2 separate regions of the Mus musculus genome follow, and region 1 is linked to region 2. The links are chromatin contacts, called in public Hi-C maps. All regions are on one chromosome and are shown on one strand. Each heading gives the region's core, a stretch centred on a gene start, on an enhancer-like site or on the middle of the called end of the contact. The rest is flanking DNA. Distances are from core to core; before and after follow the strand shown.

Evidence for each region. A called contact is a pair of places that touch in the nucleus more often than the background predicts.
Region 1: a Hi-C map of uterus shows a contact between it and region 2. The contact joins two enhancer-like sites. A contact is called at or near these places in 1 of 484 Hi-C or Micro-C datasets (uterus) and 1 of 9 other capture datasets (embryonic stem cells).

The regions. Positions count from the first base shown.
Region 1 is chr17:71,249,965-71,253,765 of GRCm38.p6, forward strand. Emilin2 (elastin microfibril interfacer 2) reads right to left here. Exons shown (of 8, transcript NM_145158.4): 8 at 2,208-3,129. The coding sequence ends at 2,792. Among named protein-coding and RNA genes, the nearest start is that of Emilin2, 59 kb to the right of the region's middle. Within about 2 kb of position 1,382, at least 106 of the 459 cell types and tissues checked have an H3K27ac peak or open chromatin away from gene starts, as enhancers often do. A contact at or near this core is called in uterus, where this site is marked.
Region 2 is chr17:70,458,879-70,462,427 of GRCm38.p6, forward strand. All of the region lies in intron 1 of Dlgap1 (DLG associated protein 1), which reads left to right. Among named protein-coding and RNA genes, the nearest start is that of Dlgap1, 36 kb to the left of the region's middle. Within about 2 kb of position 1,478, at least 3 of the 459 cell types and tissues checked have an H3K27ac peak or open chromatin away from gene starts, as enhancers often do. A contact at or near this core is called in uterus, where this site is marked.

The DNA of each region.
Region 1 (3,801 bases), core at 132-2,631, 790 kb after region 2:
AAACCCTGGCTCCAGAAGAGAAGCTCCGCCCACAGGAACTATGTCTGCCTTGTAGATTCTGTCAAGAAGTGATTTGTCCATCCATCATTTCCCTACACTCTAGTTCCCACACCAGCCCTTCAGAGTCTCCTGGCCATGCTGCTCAGTTTTAATGCCTCACCTTTATTAAGCCTTTCCTGGGTAGCAGCAGGTAACAGTCCATCAGATTAACAGAGTACCCATGAACTTTTTGTAGCACAAGCCCACATCATATGATTGATGGCAAAAGTTAATGTGACATCATCCTCCCTCAGGTCACTGGGCAGCAGATACTACGTCTGCTGGATCGCACAGGAACCACAAGTCTTGGCAGTGGGGCTATATTTTTGTCCTAGAAAATATCTGATTCCTCTAGGCAGTTTTAAGTGCTATGAGAGGATAGAGTTTGGCAGCCCTCACCCCTGTACCTGCATGTGTACCTCCTTCCATGGTAAGATGGCACAAGAGAAGCACAGATTGTGTTTACAAAGTGGATGGGGGCCAGACACCGCCACTCTTGAGACTGTAGGCCTGGAGTTATGGTATCCACTTCCTTTCATGAAGCAGATACGTGGGAAACAAGACCAATCGTCACTGGGAATGCTGACTATATGCTAATCTGGAAATGATTTAAAATACACCTCAGGCATTCCTCCTTGCAGATCCCATTTAATAGTATTTAGTCATTTTAATGGTGCCGTTTGGTGGTGGTACGTATCAAGGGCAAATTGCTCCAGTTCTTAAAAAGCACTGCCTTTTTCTCAAGTCACCAAAGCTCCCTGATTAGAGAAGTTGTACCCTGAACCTGGTGACCCTGTGGTATGTACCAGTCACTTAGTCCTCTTAGGAGGACTACTTGAGGCCAGCATCAATTAAAAGTACTGAGTAAGTACTTAAACTCTGTTTATACCTCTGACTCACTCATGGACACATGACTAGAAGGGGTGTGGTGACTTAGGGAGGGGCCATTGCTCCAAACTCCCCTCCTCCAGACACGCTCTAGCTGTCCCTGTTTTTCATCTCCAAAAAAAGACTGGGGCTCCCATTTTAAACCCATCTCCTGCGTGGGCTGGAGTCCAGTTTGCATCCTGTTTTGTCTTCCAGTGAGCACATGCCTACTGCTGTGGCCCAGCTCACTCCGCCTTGCTTGTTGGATAGAGCGAGCTAGCTAAGTGCACCTCTGCCAGTAACGAAGTCACACACTGGATGATCAAGGTCTGTTGGATGCTCGAGAGACCTGTCTGGGAATGGGGAACACAGTGGCCGTACATCTCCGGTCGGGCCCCTGCCTTACAGCCACTGAACACTTGGCCACTTTGGCACTGAATATGGTCTTCAAAGAAGAGGGAAGGAAACGGACAGAAACATTCGTGTGAGCCAGCCGGGCTTTCCTAAAAGTACTGCTGCTCAGGGTTTTCCATGCGTCATTTCTCAGACAGCAGAGGGCACGCTGACCTTGGTAGCCAACTCCCCAGCTGTGGAAAACCGGGCAGTCCATGACCCGCCTTCCAAATATCCCATAATAACTTTGCAGACAGTCCTTGGAACCTAGTATATTTTGACTACATTAGACTCTTCTGCCAACTGGTTTAGGAGCAAGGCAAGGCTATTGAAACTGGTTTCCCTGTCTGCGCCTTCCACTAGGGACCTGGGGGAGTTGCCTTTCCCTACAGGTGCTGGCTGACAGACCTGGGTGCCTAGAGCTGTGTGCTGCTGTTGGGAAAGTGTCGTGTCAGGCCTCCCAGACCCAAATGTGCTTGTCTTCTCAAATGATCTCCGTTTCCAGCCGGCCCCCCATTTTATATGGGGGGGGGGCTTGTTGCTTAGGAACCAGAGTTTGTAGCCAGAGTTTGTAGTGCTATCTCTGCCAGTGAGCTGTGCAGTGGAGCAACAAGAAGTCAGGCTCATTAGCCTGCAACCAGCTCACCTCCCCTAACAGAGGCCCTCTTCAGCCGCAGGGCCACGGTACACCCTGACCTTCAAGGACATCTGGATGTGGTTTTCCAGCCAAAATCAAACCCCAAATGTCTAAAGCCTGGAAGCTGGCAGGTATGGGATGTTTTACATAACGACTGGGGTTAATTTACACAGTATTCTTTCAGCCATAAAAAATGCTCTAGTTTGTTCCCACCCCACCCCCGCCCCCGGTAACTCCCAATCCATAAGGCGCCAAATACAGAAAAGGAACATAGTGATTCCAACATCTTTATTGACGCTCCCTGTCTTTGCACTTATATTGTACATGTCATTTAAGGAGCCTGGCAAGTTTCATAAATAATGTCTCTCACATCCACCTTGGTAGCAGGGCCCAGGGGAACAGAGATCAGTACCAGACGGTAACAGCAACCAAGTGTGGAACAACAGCCCATGTTAAACTCTCTGGGTCCAGGCCACATAAGCACTTCAGTGTTTAAATCTTCTACGTGCAGTGTAGAGAGGCGCATCCGCTACAGTGTCTTCCAGCTGCATCAGGCCCAGGCCAGTCGGAACAGCACCAAGTAGATTCAACCCAAGAACTTCGAGCAGAGCTGGCTTATAGGCGGCACAGGAGAAGCCAGCTTCCAGCCAAGGGGACATAACGAGTCTTCTGGTTGTCCAGTGACAGAAGTAACCATGTGTCACTTCCACAGCTGTCTGGAAACGAGGGATGGCAGGCTTTTATCCTGGGGGCAGGCAGAGTGTGTGCAGCAAGCTAGATCAGTGCTCCAGTTACATAAACCAAATATATTAAAGCTTTGGAGTTTTCACAGCCTTTCTTCCCTTCCTGGTCTCCCTAGAGGTGAGAAAGGAAAGGGTACAAGAAAACACCACTGAAGGTGGAGTACATTTCATCAAAGTCTGTGTGAGCCAGTCTGCCCCCAGTCACCACAACATTGACTCCATCTCCTGCCTTCAAGTGCACAATGAGGTGGAAGGCCCCCGGGCCCCCACAGGTATGCACAGCCCCAGGGGGACGATGGTATTCCAGGAACTCTCTCCTGTACCCAGCCGTGTGCAGCTGGGCAACACTGGCGTTGGAGACAGACAGGACGGCTTCCACATAGGTGTCTCTCTCAGGGGTGAGGGTGGCTGTGATCAAGTAGCGCCCGTCGTATGGTGCGGTGAAGATCCCTACAAAAAGCCAGACACAGGTGAGCTGATCTGGTGTCTTTGACGCCCACACCCTGGCTTCAGACTACCTTGGACCCATCTCACACAAGGCCACTTGAGATTGCCACCGATTGCCCCCTGGGTTTTAGCACCCATTGACTTGGATAGGTCAAGATGCTTAGTCACCAAACCTGTAGAAGGAAGGCTGACTTGAGAGTGTACCACCTACTCACATCTCTGTTCCCAGAATGAATATCACCGCCCCCCCCCCAGTGACAGGTGCATTCTAGACAGGCTTTCTACCATGCACATAACAGCCCCAGTGTGGCCTCTCACACATGCAAACCACAGACTTGGGCCACTCTTCATTTCAGAGCCAACTGTCCTGGGCTTGTAACATCCAAAGAGTAAGACCTCCAATACCCCAGGACTAAGAGTAATTCTTGCCTAAATTTACAACAGTCCAGGAAACAGAAGCCAGCCACGGCCCTACTGGGACAGCAGCCAATTTGACCAACATTTCTGGTCTGCCATGTATGTGGCATGTGTGACCTGGAGACTTGGGACCAAGGCCCAGCCCCTGCCAAGTTACAACCTTCCTAAATCTCTTAGACAGCAGCCTTAGGAGGCCACGCTAACCCTCCTCATCTATAAAAGAATCAGCCTCTTGGGTGTAGGTCATATTCACTTGTA
Region 2 (3,549 bases), core at 228-2,727:
AGTAGAAAAGAGCCAAGCTAATCTAAGAGTTAAGCAAGTGTAGACTTTCACCTGCTGAGTGCCCCTGAGGGCAGCCCTGTTTCCAGAAGACTCTACTATGCCAGAGAGAATTGGACTCCATAACAGGGTGCCAACTGACCTTAGGTTGAAAGGATTTAAGAAAATAAACAGCAGAGGGGAGAATCATTCCAAGAGAAAGTACTTCCGTGTGTAAACACCGAAATGTGTTATTCTATCCCTTAATTTGGAGCCAACAGAATGCCAACATGCCTCTCCATAAATGATGAAATGCAGTCTTTGCTTCTGTGGGAGAGACTTTCTGTCACAATTAACTACTCTCGGAAGGACGTTAGAGGTGGCGAAGCTATTATTCTTTAAGTGGTGAATATACTCGTGAAGAGTCTTTACCAAGTTGTTCCTGAGCATAGAAATATTTGTTGATGTGAAAATACCTCTAATATGGAAAATACCTCTCCCTCTGCCCTGAGTTCAGGCTTTGTTAAAAGTCTGTGGTACATCTGGTATGTTCTACACCTCCTGTATCACAGGATTTATATAAATTAATTCGTTTTCCATAGAAAGACAACGTTTCCTGGTAGACTGCAAATGTGTTCACAGGTGGTCTTCAGGAAGACCAGAAGGATTCATGCTACTATTTAGTATAATTATTACTAACACCTTATTTAGGTTATGAGTGATCTCAGAAAGATAGAAAATAACAAACTTCCTTTTGAGAGCAAAGGATAAGCTAGTATTCAAACCAAATGTTTGCTGTGATATTAACAGCAAATAGTTACACATTGTGCTAGGTCAGCCACATAAATACAACTCAATCTTATATATATAATGAATTCGATATTATATAATATGCATTATGTATTATAATATATAATATACAGTGTAAATTATATATGTGTGTATTAGAACACTGTGTGCATGTATGCATACATATATGTAGATGTGTATTATATATATGTGTGTGTGTATATATGCATATGAGTGTGTTATTTATTATCTATACTAAAGTAATAGGATCCTGTGAGAAAAATAGAACCCATGTTATCTGACTCAAGAGAAGGAATTTAAACTGGGAAATTAGTTGCAGAGACTGGAAAGAGCTGGCTAAGCAGAAGTTACAAGAGAACCCCACTCCACCCTAGCCTGAGGCCTGGAGCTTAAGGAAATACTCCCACAACTCAAAGATGCTGCAAGGTTTCAAGAAATCCAAGGCTTCAGGTTAGTGCTACAAGGAAATGAGGCCACTTGCAGCACGTGGTACGGACCAAACATCTATACACATAAAAGAAAAATAAATCTTTAAATTATTAGCTAGATGTGTACAGGTGTAAAAGGAGTTTCGACTTGACCCCTGAAAGTACCTTGGATTGCCATAAACACAGTCTCTAGGACACTCAGTCCAATAGTTCCAGAATTCTAATGGCAGTGATCCAGCTGGGATGGAAGCACGGTGCCTCGGAGATTGCAGGAGAAGGTCACTGAGACCCAACCTCCCACTCTCCAGCTGCCTTCTCACAGATGTGGGTCCACTCGAAATAGACCAAGAGCTTTAGCCCATTTATTCTGAGTGACCCGTCCCTAAATACACCACGTGGTGATGGGAAAGCTACAAATACTTCCTCAGATTAAAGCGGTGATGCCTGAAACGCCATGTCAGAGGATAAATGAGAGGAATGCTGAAACACGCAAGTTTTTTTTTTTTTCCTTTCCATCAAAGTTCTGTGTTAATTTTAGCCATGACTCAGATGTTTCTGGCATCCTTTATTAGCAACAAGTCAGAACCTTCAATTAAGAGTAACTTCAGGACCATAAGAAAAATGATAGGACTTTCCAGAAAGGCTTTGATTATAGGTCTGATTACTTTTAATATGTAATAATTTTCTTCCATAAAGAAAAACTGCTTTAAAGAGTAATTTGTGGAAGATGGAGAGATGGCTCAGTGATCAAGAATATATGCTATTTTTTTTTTAAGGGACAAAACTTCAGTTCACAGCACCCAGGTCTGGAGGCTAACTGTCTTAACTCCAGCTCTAGACTAGTGCTCTCTTCTGGCCTCTGGAGGAATCTACACACACACACACACACACACACACACACACACACACACAGAGGCACATGCCCATGAATACAGGCACATAAATAAGAGTAACACCTTTTTTTATATAAAAATTGAGTTTTTTTATTTGTGCATTTGAAAGTCTTTCAAGCCCTCCTCGAGTGATTTTATAATTTAAATAATTAAATTAAGTATTAAAGCATATATAGGTATATATGATCAAATGCATTTTGATTCGGCTTAGGATGTGATTAATTTCTTCTTTTTTATTTTTTTATTATATTATAAGCTTCTTTCATTACTTGGTTTGTTTTGATTTCATTATTACCAAGATAAAACATTTTAAAACATTCAATAAGGTAAACTTCTAAACTTCATTCAGTATTCTTCAAGAGAGCCTCATCTATATTTCTTTTTTGTTTTACATAATATTTTCTCTTTTATTAAACTAATAAAATTTTTTAGAATATACAACTCAGTATTGACATTTTTAATTCATCAAAATAATTTATAATAGTTAAATGCCTCTTAAATATACACGATATCTTCTGAAGCTAAAACTAATATGCACTCAACCCATTTTTAAAATCTATTTAAAACATTAAACATAATAGAAGTAGAAAAAATCTCTTATGAAGTCCTCTATGAAAGGATATTGTGACAAGTTTATTTATTTTAATTTGGCTTGGGAGGTGATTAATTTCTTAATGTTTGACTTCATGTATGAAATGCTAACTTTTAATTACTTCATTACTACTTATGGAAACGATAATTGATACATTACTATAATTGATACATTACTGAGTCTTCAGCTTTATTTAGTCTGACAACGAATCAAGCCTCACATTACATGTCTGTCCCCAACATTGTCAGACACAGTCATTCATGTACCAGAGAAATCCACAGAGTGTCATCATGTCTCTGGCTATCCTTAGAGCTAACGGTGTAGAATAAGATAACACTGGAGGCTAAAGGTTGTTATTTCTCATCCTTTTAACCCCAGTTATGAAAGCAACATAATCAGGAAAATGAATAAATTGCCCAAGGCCATAAGCTCCTTAACCAGAAAACTATTGACATTAAATACTGACATCAAACACATTAATAAGTATTAAGATTTGAGGTTAGAATCAGTCCTCTACAAGATGGCTTTAACAACCAATTCAGGAGGGACAGTGTTCATCTCTCTAAACCCAAGATCTATATGTTGGGGAGACAGGAAGCCACAGAGAGGCTGGAAGCAGTCCACTTGCATTTCTTTTTCAAATTAGTAAATAGAACCAGTGAGAAAAAAAACCAATATGAGATGGTGGAGTGCTGGCCTTGAGTCTGTGTTCATTGCCCATGCCAGACTTCCTCAGGTGTAGTGAATAGCATCTTTTCTGAGGGGTGTCATCTGCCTTTCCGTGGGTTGACCGATTTACTGATTTGCAAATTCCGTGGCTGGTCCCTGCCCGTGGAATTCCTTCCCTCAT